Linked DNA regions of Mus musculus: region 2 is linked to region 1. The links are chromatin contacts, called in public promoter capture Hi-C maps. All regions are on one chromosome and are shown on one strand. Each heading gives the region's core, a stretch centred on a gene start, on an enhancer-like site or on the middle of the called end of the contact. The rest is flanking DNA. Distances are from core to core; before and after follow the strand shown.

Region 1 (5,899 bases), core at 8-2,507:
TTCAGATTTAAATCCGGTACAGTTGCTTGCTTCTGTTGTGATAAGGCTTTAGCTATGTGATATGGTTAACTTCGTGTTTTAGAATTCTTCACCTTTGATTTTTTTTTTTCTTCTAAAAATTTTCTTCTAAAATTGTCAGGAGACATCAGAATTATTTCTGTTTTGTATTTTGTAAGTCTAAATTAAATGTCACTTAAATGTGAAAGAACTGGCACCTTCGCTAAGGAGTCCCCAAAGCAAATGGTCATGTCAGTAATCATAACCTAATTATGAATGCAAAGTGAAGTTTGTTTCTTAAAAAAGCACAAAACAGAGGAAAGTAAGCCCCACAGCATCTCACAGCATTATCTAGCCCAGGAGAAAGCCTCCTTCTGCGAAGCCATAGGGTCCTGAATGGTAGCAGTAGTAATAAGAGAGGATGCTGGCATCTGCCCAAGGACTTGTTCAGAGGGATCCACAAATGGCCTGCTCAGTGTGTGGCTGTACAGAAGTTCCAGGGTGACACATGCCTCCCAAGCCAGTCACAATGCAAGAGGTCAGGAGTCATGTTCAAGGGCAGGGTGTTTCTGGATAAGGCTGAGGAAGCAGAGGTGGCCCCTCTGTGCTCAGTGTGTGGGTCTGTGTACTCCTTTCCCGTCAAAGCTGGCCCAGCATGGCCAAAAAGTGGTTCCTTGGCAGGGTTTAATGGCAGGATGATGTAGTCTGTTGTGACTAGTGCATTCCTTTCAGGTTAAACTAGGGAAATGGCATTGTGTTAAAATTCCAAGTCGCATGAATGTTTTATTGCCACAGTGCATTTAGCCCTCCAGGGGAGTGTGTGTGGCAGAGGTGGGGTTGGGGGTGGGGTGACTTGGAGGCGCAGGAACTATCAGAAGGACACTTCCCTTGGAAAATTTTACCCATCAGCATGAAGCTGATTTGCTCTGATGGTCACTTAGAAGGGTTTCACTTTTTTTCTTCAACTGTGGCTGTTTAAAGTCTTGTAGTCCGGACAATTAGCAGCTGAAGAAAATATGACAAGACACACACACAGAGGCCGGCAGATAGAGAGGAGGAATGAGCCAGAAAGGAGCTGAGCTGCCTTGTGTAAACTGCCCAAGCAGGGCTCCCCCTCCCTGGCCGCCATCCCTGTCCCCCTTTCCCCAGGCTGTTTTTGCTGTCTGCCTGAAGGCCAGCGGGACTGCTCTGTTAACCTTGCACCACTGACTGGGAGGCCTCTGCAGCTCATGGTACTGTGTGTTACCATTACCACTCCCCCATTCCTTCTCCCTGGCTCTCCCCCCCTCCCCTTAACTGCTTCTCTATAACAACGGTTTATATTAGTCAGAGGCATACAATTTTGGAATGCAGAAGGTCTGAGTTAAAACAAAACAAATTTAAGTATGTGCTCGCTTGTGTTCTCCCCCCCCCCCCAACACTCCTGCATTTAGAAAGGCTATCCTGAGCCATTCTAATTCAATTCTCTCCAGACTTTTCCATCGTGATTTAAAACCAGGAATTCTGGAATTTGAGCAGTTTAAACAGGGAAGTTATTGAGTATCTGGAAGGAAGAGTGCTATGAAACCTTGCGTGGAGCCTCAGGTTGAGGGTACAGGCCTCAACAATGACCTCTGATTTTGCACACTGTCCCTCCCTTGCCCCTCTCAAGGAGTGTTTCTGCCTCCTTTATTGTTTCAAACATACAGTTGCCTGCCGAGGACTGATAGCTTGTATTTGTGAGCGTTACAAATAACACTCAGGACTCTTTCATGATCCGGTTCATTTGTAAGAGATTAAAATGTGCACTGATGGAACAGTTTCCTCTTGCTCTCTACCTTTGTAAAGCATTTGGGTTTCTCCCTGTGAAGAGGAGAGCTATAGCTTAAGAAAAGTCATAGTTTGAGCTGTAGTTCTGAATTGCCAGTTTCTCTATGTTTCCAAATGTTAAAATACTTCCAGAATATAACGGAAATTTAACATGAATATTGTACAAAAAATGAGGCATGAGTAAGCCAGTGTACCCTATTTATGTAGAATTTTAAGGGCTTGATTTGTACATTTTTATAAAATGATTTTGTCAAAATAGACCTCCAGAGTTTAATCTGATTAGTGGTGTTTGTATGATGGTTTGTTCTTTTTAAACAGATATATTGACATTGTTTATGGGAAGTCTTAAACTAGCAAGCAATCAACTTTACAACAAAATCGAGATTTATATGTGGACTTGATGCTTCACATGTAAGACATATTCATATACTAACCGTCTTCCCTAAGCTCTTGTGGTCCCCACAGAGTTGGCTCCTTTTACTCTGTGGCTGCTCAGGTGATAGTAGAGTTTGGCTGACTCTGGTTTCCAGTCGGGGATTTTAAAATGTAGGGTTTTGCTGGTATTTGTTTTTTTTTCCTTTCTGTTTTATTATTTATTATAACCAGTTTTAAAGTTGTCCCCCCCCCCCACAGGGTGTGAAAATAAAAGTGTCAAATAACCTTTCATGTGCATTTAGTTTATCTGGAAATATAGTTGATAGTTCTAATCATGGAAGCATTTTTTTTTAATTATGAAAAGGATGTTGTAGCTCTGCTCAGTCCTTTCCAATCTGATTTATTAAAAGTTTCCTCTTATTTTCCAAGAAGGAAAGAGTGAAATGACACCAACATTAAATCTCTCTAATAAGAACATTTCAGCCAAGGCAGGATGGTTTTCCCCAAGTCAGATTTCATTAAAAACAAATCAGTGTCTGTCCTTTGAGCGCTTTTTTGTCCCTTTTGCCAGCCATTAGCATATTGGGAGCTTCCTGGGATAACAAACTGGCCCTGAGTGCGGATGCTCCTGCTGTGATGTCATTCAGGAACCTCCCCCGTCACGTGACCTTGGATAAGACCCTTCAGCGCTGACCTTTCTTGCCTAGGATTTTGGACAGTGTCTCATGCTGTTGCCCAGAAGGTCTCTGACTCAAGCTCTTCTGCCTTAGCCTCTTGAGTCCTAGGATGATGCATTCCCAGCACACATTTTTTTTTTTTAAGGAAATAAATGAATTCATTAATTCTTTCAGTCATGTACCCATTCAGTAATTGAGATTGAAACCAGGATCATTTGTTCAGAGAGTCTTGTACTACTGAGCTCATCTTTGATTCTATGATGGAGACAGGATATTAACCTTGAGGAAGGGAAAAGAAGAATACACGCTAGAGGTTGTGGCTTGTTGTAGGGCCTTCATAGTCTGTAGCCCCTTGAGTTGTTCTGTAGCTTTGGTCCCTAGGGAAGCTTGACTGTTTAGAAACAACGGAGTAAAGCTTTAGGAAAGCATTTCTTCCTTCACCTGTAGGAAGGGAGAGAACAGTGTTACCAGGTCCGGGAGGTCCAAAATCATCTCCGTCTTTCTGTGATACCCTCTGTGACAAATTCTATTGCACCTACTTATCCTTGTATCGCCAGTCTTAACCATTTGCTTAAATTTTAAACATTTCCTATTTGTGCTAGATAAAAAGCCGGAACAAGTGAGTTGTAGAAATCGCTTGGCCCTTCTGGAAATTATTTGTACTTTTTTGAACATTTCTCCTTTTCCTTTCATTTATTCTTCTCTCATGCAATTCCTCCCCTCCCTCCATTCCTCCCAGTTCCTCTCCCCCAGATCCACTGCTCCTCATTTCCCTTCAGAAGAGAACAGATCTCCCAGGGATATCAGCCAAACATGATCTAACACATTGCAATAAGAAGAGGCACAAACGTTTATATCAAGGCTGGACAAGGCAACCCAGTAGGAGGAAAAGGGTCCTAAGAGCAGACAAAAATGTCAGAGACACACCCCCACCCCCCACTCCCACTGTTAGGAGTCTTACAAAAACCCTAAGCTAAACAACCACAAGGTATACACAGAGGACATATCCTAGACCCATTCAGGTTCTGTGATTGGAGCTTCTGTCTCTGTGAACCCTGTGAGGCCTGCTTAGTTGGTTCTGTGGGCCATGTTCTCCAGGACCACTCTGGCTCCTAAGTGTCCTACCACATACCACCTACCCCCACTTCCCCAGGGATTGCCTGAGCTCTGAGTGATGTAATCCACATCTGTTCTCATCAGGTATGAGCACAAGCCTCTCTGATGACCATTGCTCTAGCAGAGTATCATTAGGAATCATTTCATTGATTTTTTGGGGGGTGGGGGTCGGGGGAGTTGCGTTTCGTTCTACACTAGGTCTCTGGGCCATCTAGCTTCTGGTTCCTGGCCATCCAGGCAGTGTTAAGCATGGTCTCCAGTTAGACCAGTCACTGGTTGGTCACCCTCCTAAGGTCTGAGCCACCATTGCACCAGTACATCTTGCAGGCAGGATAGGTTGTAGGTTGAAGGTTTTGTGGCTGTGTTGGTATCCTATAGTGGGCTAATCCCACCACCACTGGAAGCCGTGCCTGGTTACAGAAGTTAGCCAGATCTGGCTCTGTGGCCTCCATAACTAGGATTTCTTCCTAGGGTCATCATAAAATCCAGGAACTTTGCATTGCACTAGGTTTCCACATAGCCCCCCCCCCCACCAAGTACCCCCCAATTCCATACATGCCTCCCTCTGTTCTTCCCTCCTGCATGGTATTCCTCCTGTTCCCATCCACACGAGCCCTCAGTCCACTCACAAAGTCTATCCCATTTCACTTTCCCAAGGAGATCCATACATTCCAGCTAGAGCCCTCCTCATTATTTAGCATCTCCCACCCTGACACTTTGAAGGTGCATTTTAAAGGGGTGTGATTCAAGGAACTGGTAAAACCAGAGTAGTTATATATGGGATGAGAGCTGTTGCATCCCGTCTTTTAGACCTCTGTCTTGGTGCATGGAGTACTTGATTTTAGAAAAACAGTATCTTCATACCTCTGTACTTTGAGGTCATGAGGCCTGAGAATTGAAGCTTGTATTTGATTTGAGTGACATCACTGTAATATTTAGAAGACGCTGCTCTGTAAGAGAAAAGACCTAAGAATAGCTATTTCTTTCATTGTACAACTTTTTGTATGTTTAATTTCAAGGTATACATATTTAGATATTCCCTGGTAGTAACATAATTTTAGTATGGAAGAAGGCTAAAAAACCAGGTCATAGTTTTTTGCTTAATTGTGTCTGAGTATAAACAGACTCTTCTTCAGTTTGAAAAGATTACAACTCTTCAGTCCCCTATGTGCATGTATGGATAAAGGTAAGAGCAAAACATACTACATTGAATAAATTGTCTGTAAAAGTAATTGACATAATTTTGTGTTCTCTTTGTAACACATAGATTTCAGGTTTTCTCACCTGATAAATTTATATTGGGATTTTATATAGTACTTTATCAGAAATATGATTTCACTCCTGTGAATACAGGGAGGACCCATATTTATCAGCTGACTATATATGCATTTGAACTGGTCTCTTGCTCTGACTGGGAAAGTTATGGACTCTCCCTGAGGCTTGACTAAGTCTAATAATGTGGGACTTAGGAAAGAGGGCTGTAATGTGTGGCACAGAACTGGAGAGCTGTGTGACCGCTGTCATTGTCCTCTTTTGTCGAGTGTTGTTATAGTTTCCAGTCCTCAGCTGTATTCTGCCAGCATATGTTCATCACCTATGGCGCCAGGTTCTTCTTGCATGCATGATGTATATGCTTGGCTTTTCAGTGATTACTTAAAACCTAAAGAGGTCAGTTGTGTAGAAGCTGACTTGTTTTGAAGGAAGTTAAGTTAGAGAGAAATCTCTCTATTCCTACTCTTCACTGGGAATCAGTCACTGAGCAGCATAATTCTAAATGTGTGTGGCTTTTGGGTACTTTATGAACCTTTTTATAGTAACTCAGAAGCAAGCAACTGATGGAATTAATATTTTCCCATCAAGAAGTGATTCTGTTAACCTCTTCTCCTCTGTCTATTCCATGTGTGCTTTATGAAGATAGGACGGTA
Region 2 (6,593 bases), core at 2,177-4,676, 130 kb before region 1:
ACCCTGGAGCTCACCCCTTAGCTAGCCTGCCTGGCCAGCCACCTGTGGGTAGCTTGCAGCTACCTCAGCAGCACAAGGCTGCAGATGTGTGCCTCTACAGTCTGCCTTTTAACATCTTTTTAATGTTACAATTTTATTACTGGATAAAATCTAACTGGTCATGATTTACTACTAAATTTTTTTATAGAATCATGTTCCATTTATATTTATTGATTTATTGATTGATTGATTGCACAGTTCTTTTGGTTTGAGGGGCAGATATCTTTACATCTCTCAGACACACTTTGTCAACATTGTCCCGTGTGTTTTATTTTTCAAGAGTTTAACTTATTGATGATTGAGAAGCCTGTAATTAGATTTCAGGATTTTATCAGGATTTCTAAATGCATTTGGTTATTGTGCAACTTCTTTGGAAGATACATATTTTCCCTCAGTTTAAATTTAGTGTGTGCACTCTCGTGCAAGTGCATGTTCGTGCACGTGCGTATACATGGGAGTCGACTTTTTTCCTTCAACCATGTGGGTCTGAGGCCTCAAACTCAGGTTGTCAACCTTGGTGGCAGGCGCCCCTGTCCGTTGAACAGTCCCACCAGTCCTGTTCTTTTTCTATCAGATGAATTTTATTACGTAAACTTCTTTAATGTGGAAGGCTTAGAGAAAGAGGGGAGTAGGGCTCTTTTTTTTTTTTTTTCATTTCTCCTGAGAAGTCTTTAAAGAGATGTTTATACAAATCAAATATGCTTATAACTTAAAAGAAATAATTTGGTGTGGCAAGTTTTAGGTAATAATAATAAAAAGTATATACACACTCCATAACCTTTCTTTGAGTCTTTGGTTTAAGTCCTCTGTCATACAGTGCCAAAGCGTTTTTCTGAAGTGTGTGTGTGTTGAAACATGCACGCCTGTCCTAGTGTCGTAACTAATTATATCTCTCCCATGCTTACTTCTAGTAATTGGATGGCGACCTCCCACAGCATGCGTTTTAACTTTTAGCTTTATCTGGAGGGCCTGCTATAGAAATTACGTTTTTACCACATAGCAGCTTAGCTGTGCACAGTGTGCACTGTTTAAAACATACCATATACTCTATGCTTTGCAGAAATAGTGTACGTTCAGGGGGAAGGTTTTTTTTCCCCCTTTTTATTGAGAATAGATTCTCTTCTTGCATAATATATCCTAATCGTTGTTTCCCCTCCCTCTGCTCCTCTAAGTTCCTTCCCACATCCTTTCCGGTCTGGATCCATTTCTTTTCAGTCTCCTTAGAGAAAAAAAAGAACTCTAAGAGGTGTGCATTAAGATAAATCATTCTATCCGAGTTGGCTATGACAAAACAACAGACGGAGAAGGTCCAGGAGATGGCTGAAGAACCAGGCGCTTGTCCGTGCCCTCGGGAATCCCTGATGTAAATCGCTAACATAGAACCCACAGCATGCTCGCAGAGGACCTGCTGCAGACCCCAGGAAGCCCTAAGCGCATGCTGCTCAGTCTCTAGGAGCGTGGCTCAGCTGATTTACAGGATGCTGTCTCCTTGGTGTCCTCCAACCCCTCCGGCTCATACACTCGTTAGCATCTTCTTCCCCCACAGTTCCCTGAGCCCAGAGAGGAGGACATCCCATTTAGGATTGATGGAGGATTTGATGGAGACCTCGAGTTTAGGGTTGAGGGTTCCAGTGTCTCTCACTCTCTGTGTAATGTCTGTTCCCATCTGCTGCAGGAGGAAGTGTCTCTGATGATGGCTGACGAAGGCACTGAGCCTCTGTGGTTCTACAGATTGTAGCATTGTAGCCTGGTTATCATTGACTTAACAGCTATTACCCACACATAAGTGAATATATACCATAAGTCTTTCTGAGTCTGAGGAAAAAGCTTTAGCAGTGAAAAAAAAATTGTAGTTGGGCTGACACGCATCTGCCTTTGCTGATAATTATACACTGTGTCAGCTGACTTTGGTGTTTCATCTCTGAATTGGAAACTGACAGCTCAGTGTGAGAGTGAAGTTTTTCAGAATTTATTTTCCCTTGAAGTTTTTCAAAGATCACCTGTAGGAGAGACTGGATGGCGTGCTGGTCACTTAATCTTCGTGGTCGACAATGATTTGACACATATTCTATGAAAATGCTCCGAGGAGAGTTTTCACAGACTAATTTAGAAACTCTTGTCTTGGACATGCTTGTGACGAGAGCAGTAAATGTTTGTTATGCGCACAAGCATGTATGAAAATATGTGATCCTTGTCCATGCCTGCTGAAAGAGAACTTTACCAGTTCTAAGTCTCTGAACTGCAGTCTCGTAGAAATTAAAGTCTTAAGGCTGGGAGCAGTTAATGCTAGTGATGGTTTGTGGTGGTTAGCATTGTGCCGTGCTGCCTGGTGACTGTACTCTGGGGACTTAAGAGATTCCAGTCAGCACTTGGGAAGGAATACACCACAGAATCCGAGACAATTAAAGATTTTTAAAGAGAAAGATTCAAAGACTTTTTACTGTTAATAAATAGGCCATTGGGGCTTTGCATACAGAAAGGGATTTTGCAGTTATCTTACTGATAATTACTTAAAATCTAACGCTGTTTTGTCTTAAGATCTTTATTTGCTATCATTCTTTTGCTGTAGTTAAAAATAAAATAGCTGTATGGGTGTGTACATGTGCACAAATAGGTGTGTGTGTGCATGTGTATGTGTACATATGTAGAGGCCAGAAGACAACAGTTAGGCTAGGCTGGCTGGCCAATAAGGTCCAGAGATTCTCTTGTCTCTGTCTCTCCAACACTAGGGATACCAGCATGTGATATGAAACCTGCCAGTTTTAGGTCTTCAAACTTTCAAGACAAGTGCTTTACCATCTAAGCTCTTCCCCAAACCCCTAAGTAAAGTTCTTAAATTATTGTCTCAGATATAACTGTCTCTAAATTTCATGCCACCTTTAAAAGGTTAGCCTTGTTTTGGTCTTGAGGCCAGCAGTAGTACAGAGGCATTGGACTTACATGGTATGTCCTGCAGTGTGAAATTTGTATTCCTAAATAATTTTTGTTTTGAAAGTTGAACTCCCAAGGATTTCTACTTAATAATCTATAGTAGTTTATACATTAGAAAAAGGTAGATGGCCAAATTAAAATAATGGAAAGGGTCTTTATGCTTTTCCAATCCATTTCTGTTAGCCACTTTTTTCTGTAGTATCGATCAAATTAATGCATATATGTTTAATACTAAGTTAGGTGAGAACATTAGAATTCACAGCTGGTAGACCACATGAGAAGAAGCTAAGTCTCAAACTGTGAGTCCCCAGCAGCTCTGTGGAAAGCTAGATGTCAGCGTGGCTAATCACAGGAGCAGCCTTGTCAGTGGACTGAACTCCCAGGGGCTGGGAACGCTGAGGCTTGTAGGGTGCTGAACTGGGGACGCCTTGTCCTCCGCAGGGAGTTGGCAGTCTTACTAGACGTTTTGTTTGTCACAGATGACTGAGTTAGGGAGACCTGCTGCTGGTTAGACTAATGACACAGACTTGTACAGAGCCCAGAAGACTTTGTGCCATGGTGAATTCGGTAAGACCCACTCATAGGCGTCACTGGACAGCTAACTGATTAAATAAAATAAAAACGTAACTGGTTAATGTAGATGGGAGGTTCCCTCAGAATTCTACCTAACAAAGTCCTTCCCTTAGAAAGACATGTTTCTGTTTCTTTAAGCTTCTTCATGAGTGGAACTCTGAATTCCACTTCCTAACATTCTTGAGTAAATCTGATTTGTAAAGGCATATGGATACTTTATATACTTGGCACACTAAAAATATTTAGTCATAAGCCAACAAATCAAACCCAGATATACTGACTTATGTAAATGCCAATCATATTATATGTCAATGCTTGGTAAATTAGCATGTTATTAAGTGCACTGAAACTCATGCTTTAATTTTAAAATATTGTGAGAAATTGCTAACCTATAAATATATGGTTTTTTTAAGTAGTGAAATAACTTCTTGATAAAAACTACCACCCTACCACCACCACTGTAGTATTTTCACATGTTCACTGTTGTTTCTTGGTGCCATCAGCTCCGCCGTTGTGACTGGGGAGAACAAACCCATTTATTTTGTTTGCTTGTTTCTGCCATTTGTTTTTAAATCTTCATTCAGAAATAACTAACTGATACAGTGTTTAGGATCTCCCCTTACACCAGTGATTCTCAGCCTTTCTAATGCTGTGGCCCTTTAGTACATTTTCTCATGTTGTGGTGACCCCAACCATAAAAGAATTTTCCTTGCTACTTCATAACTGTAATTTTGCTACTGTTATAAATTGTAATGTAAATATTTCTGGTTTTTTTTTTCTGGTTTCTTTGGGGTTATGCCACACAGATTGTGAATCACTGGCTTATACACACAGTTGTCTTAGGTCCTGAACATACATACATACATTTATTTATTTATATATTTATTTATTTATTTTTTAGATTATTGAGACAGGGTTTCTCTGTGTAGCCCTGGCTGTCTTGGAACTCACTCTGTAGACCAGGCTGGCCTCGAACTTAGAAATCCACCTGCCTCTGCCTCTCGAGTGCTGGGATTAAAGGTGTGGGTTGTTTTTAATTTGTTTTGTTTTGTTTGTTTGTTGGGTTTTTTGTTTTTGTTTTTGCTTTTTTTTTGTCCTGAACTTAATGTAGCACAGAATTTTTTTTTATTTGAACATATTTTTATTTTACAATTAAAGAAATAACAGACATTTCTATATGAATAAATTTTCCTTCACTGCTTACATTTGGATGTTCTTATACATTACAAGTTTTAAAAATAATGTCATCTTGTTTGCATACATAAAAACAGTTGTTAAAGATTGATGGATAGAACATAGACTTTAGAATTTCCAATTAAAACATATTTGGTTGGGCTGAAGAGATGGCTCAGTGGTTAAGAGCACTGGCTTCTTTTCTAGAGGTCTTGAGTTCAATTCCCAGTAACCACATGGGGGCTCACAACCATCTATAATGTGATCTGATTGCCTCTTCTGGTGTGCATGAAGACAGAGCATTCACTCATATATATATATATATGTGTGTATGTATATATAATAAGCAAGTAAATCTTTATTAAAATATTTATTTAATAGAGTTTATTTCTGAAAGGGAATGTAAATGTGTATATTAGTGAAGAGATTTATAGTGATTTTAACTGATATCTCTGTACTGTTACCTTTGGCTTTACAATAAAGGGAATGATATCTTTGGAGCTAACAAAGATCTGAATTTGAATATTAATTGTACTACTGAGAAAGGTAGAGTCTTGAGGGCATTGTTTTATCTGTTTTTAAAGTGTATAATTCACAAACTTTAATGTTATATGTCCACATTATTGTGTCTTAACAAAATTAACTTTAATTTTTCACGCCCATATGGAGGTTGAAAATGGTATAGGACTTCCTAAATGTCCTTCACCTAGATTATATATCCATTTAGTTATCATAAGTATATAATTATATGCCATGAATTGGATCTTTTTCTTTTTTCTTTTTTTTATTAGATATTTTCTTCATTTACATTTCAAATGCTATCCTGTAAGTCCCCATACTCTCCACCCTCCCTCCTCTGCAACCTACCCACTCCCGCTTCCTTGCCCTGGCGTTCCCCTGTACTGGGGCACATGATCTGCACAGGACCAAGGGCCTCTCAATTGAATCATCTTGAAGTATAGCATCACCAGTACTATTTAATTCTCATGTGTCCCCGGCCCCCGTTGTACCCCTACCTCAACTCTTACTCAAACGTTTGATGTCTTTCGCCTTTTGAACAGTATTTTATTTTTCTATAAAACAGGCACAAAATATGCTTGAATTTTTTGAGATAATATGCATGAAAGTAAATATGGTGTTTGCCTGATACAAGAGATAAGGGTCCGTTAGTTTCTTGTCTTTATCATGGGTACAGAAATATCAGAGTTATATTTATAGGAGTTATTCTGAGGGATGCGATGCCAGTTTGTTTTAGTGAGAAATTTTGTGCTAGTTTAGCAGGCACACAATATATAAGAATTAAAAAACAAAACAAGAAACCAAAATAACCAGCATAGGTTAATATGTTAAAATAATCAAAATGGAAGTTAAACACTTTCAAATTTTCTAAAAGTACATACATTAAGGAGTGTTTCACAGAAATAAATGTAGGAAATACGTCTCTTGCAAAGAATACGTATCTTGCTTGTAAGTATGTTCATTAACATTTTACTGTGGAGTATTTTACCTTTTTGGATACATTTTCTAATTTCATTGTTTAAGGATTTTCAGACTTGGTCTTTTCTGGGTTTCAAACAAGGCATGGTGAGTACAGCTCTGTGTGGAGTGTTTATCACAGGTGTGCCAGCTTGGAAAGAAACAGATACAGCAGTTATTTTTCATCATATTAAATAATCTCTCTCTGTCTCTCTCTGTCTCTGTCTCTCTCTGTCTCTCTGTCTCTCTCTCTGTCTCTCTCTCTCACTCTCTCGCTCTCACTCTCTCGCTCTCGCTCTCTCGTGCTCTCGCTCTCGTGTTACAAGTTAGCCAAGAACTCTTTTATCCTTCTGCCTGAGTCTTCCGACTGTAACATTTTTTTTTTTCTGTTTTTGTTTAAA

The links. Capture Hi-C pulls out chosen DNA fragments and counts their contacts.
Region 2: a promoter capture Hi-C map of adipose tissue shows a contact between it and region 1. The contact joins two enhancer-like sites. A contact is called at or near these places in 6 of 39 promoter capture datasets (embryonic stem cells, hippocampal neurons, liver and 1 more), 1 of 15 datasets of contacts at CTCF or cohesin (the NIH/3T3 cell line), 4 of 484 Hi-C or Micro-C datasets (all in embryonic stem cells), 6 of 115 datasets of contacts at active chromatin or transcription factors (all in embryonic stem cells) and 2 of 9 other capture datasets (adipose tissue and pancreatic islet).

Annotation. Positions count from the first base shown.
Region 1 is chr4:84,518,694-84,524,592 of GRCm38.p6, reverse strand. All of the region lies in intron 3 of Bnc2 (basonuclin 2), which reads left to right. Among named protein-coding and RNA genes, the nearest start is that of Bnc2, 150 kb to the left of the region's middle. Within about 2 kb of position 1,257, at least 124 of the 459 cell types and tissues checked have an H3K27ac peak or open chromatin away from gene starts, as enhancers often do. A contact at or near this core is called in adipose tissue, where this site is marked.
Region 2 is chr4:84,648,799-84,655,391 of GRCm38.p6, reverse strand. All of the region lies in intron 1 of Bnc2 (basonuclin 2), which reads left to right. Among named protein-coding and RNA genes, the nearest start is that of Bnc2, 23 kb to the left of the region's middle. Within about 2 kb of position 3,426, at least 5 of the 459 cell types and tissues checked have an H3K27ac peak or open chromatin away from gene starts, as enhancers often do. A contact at or near this core is called in adipose tissue, where this site is marked.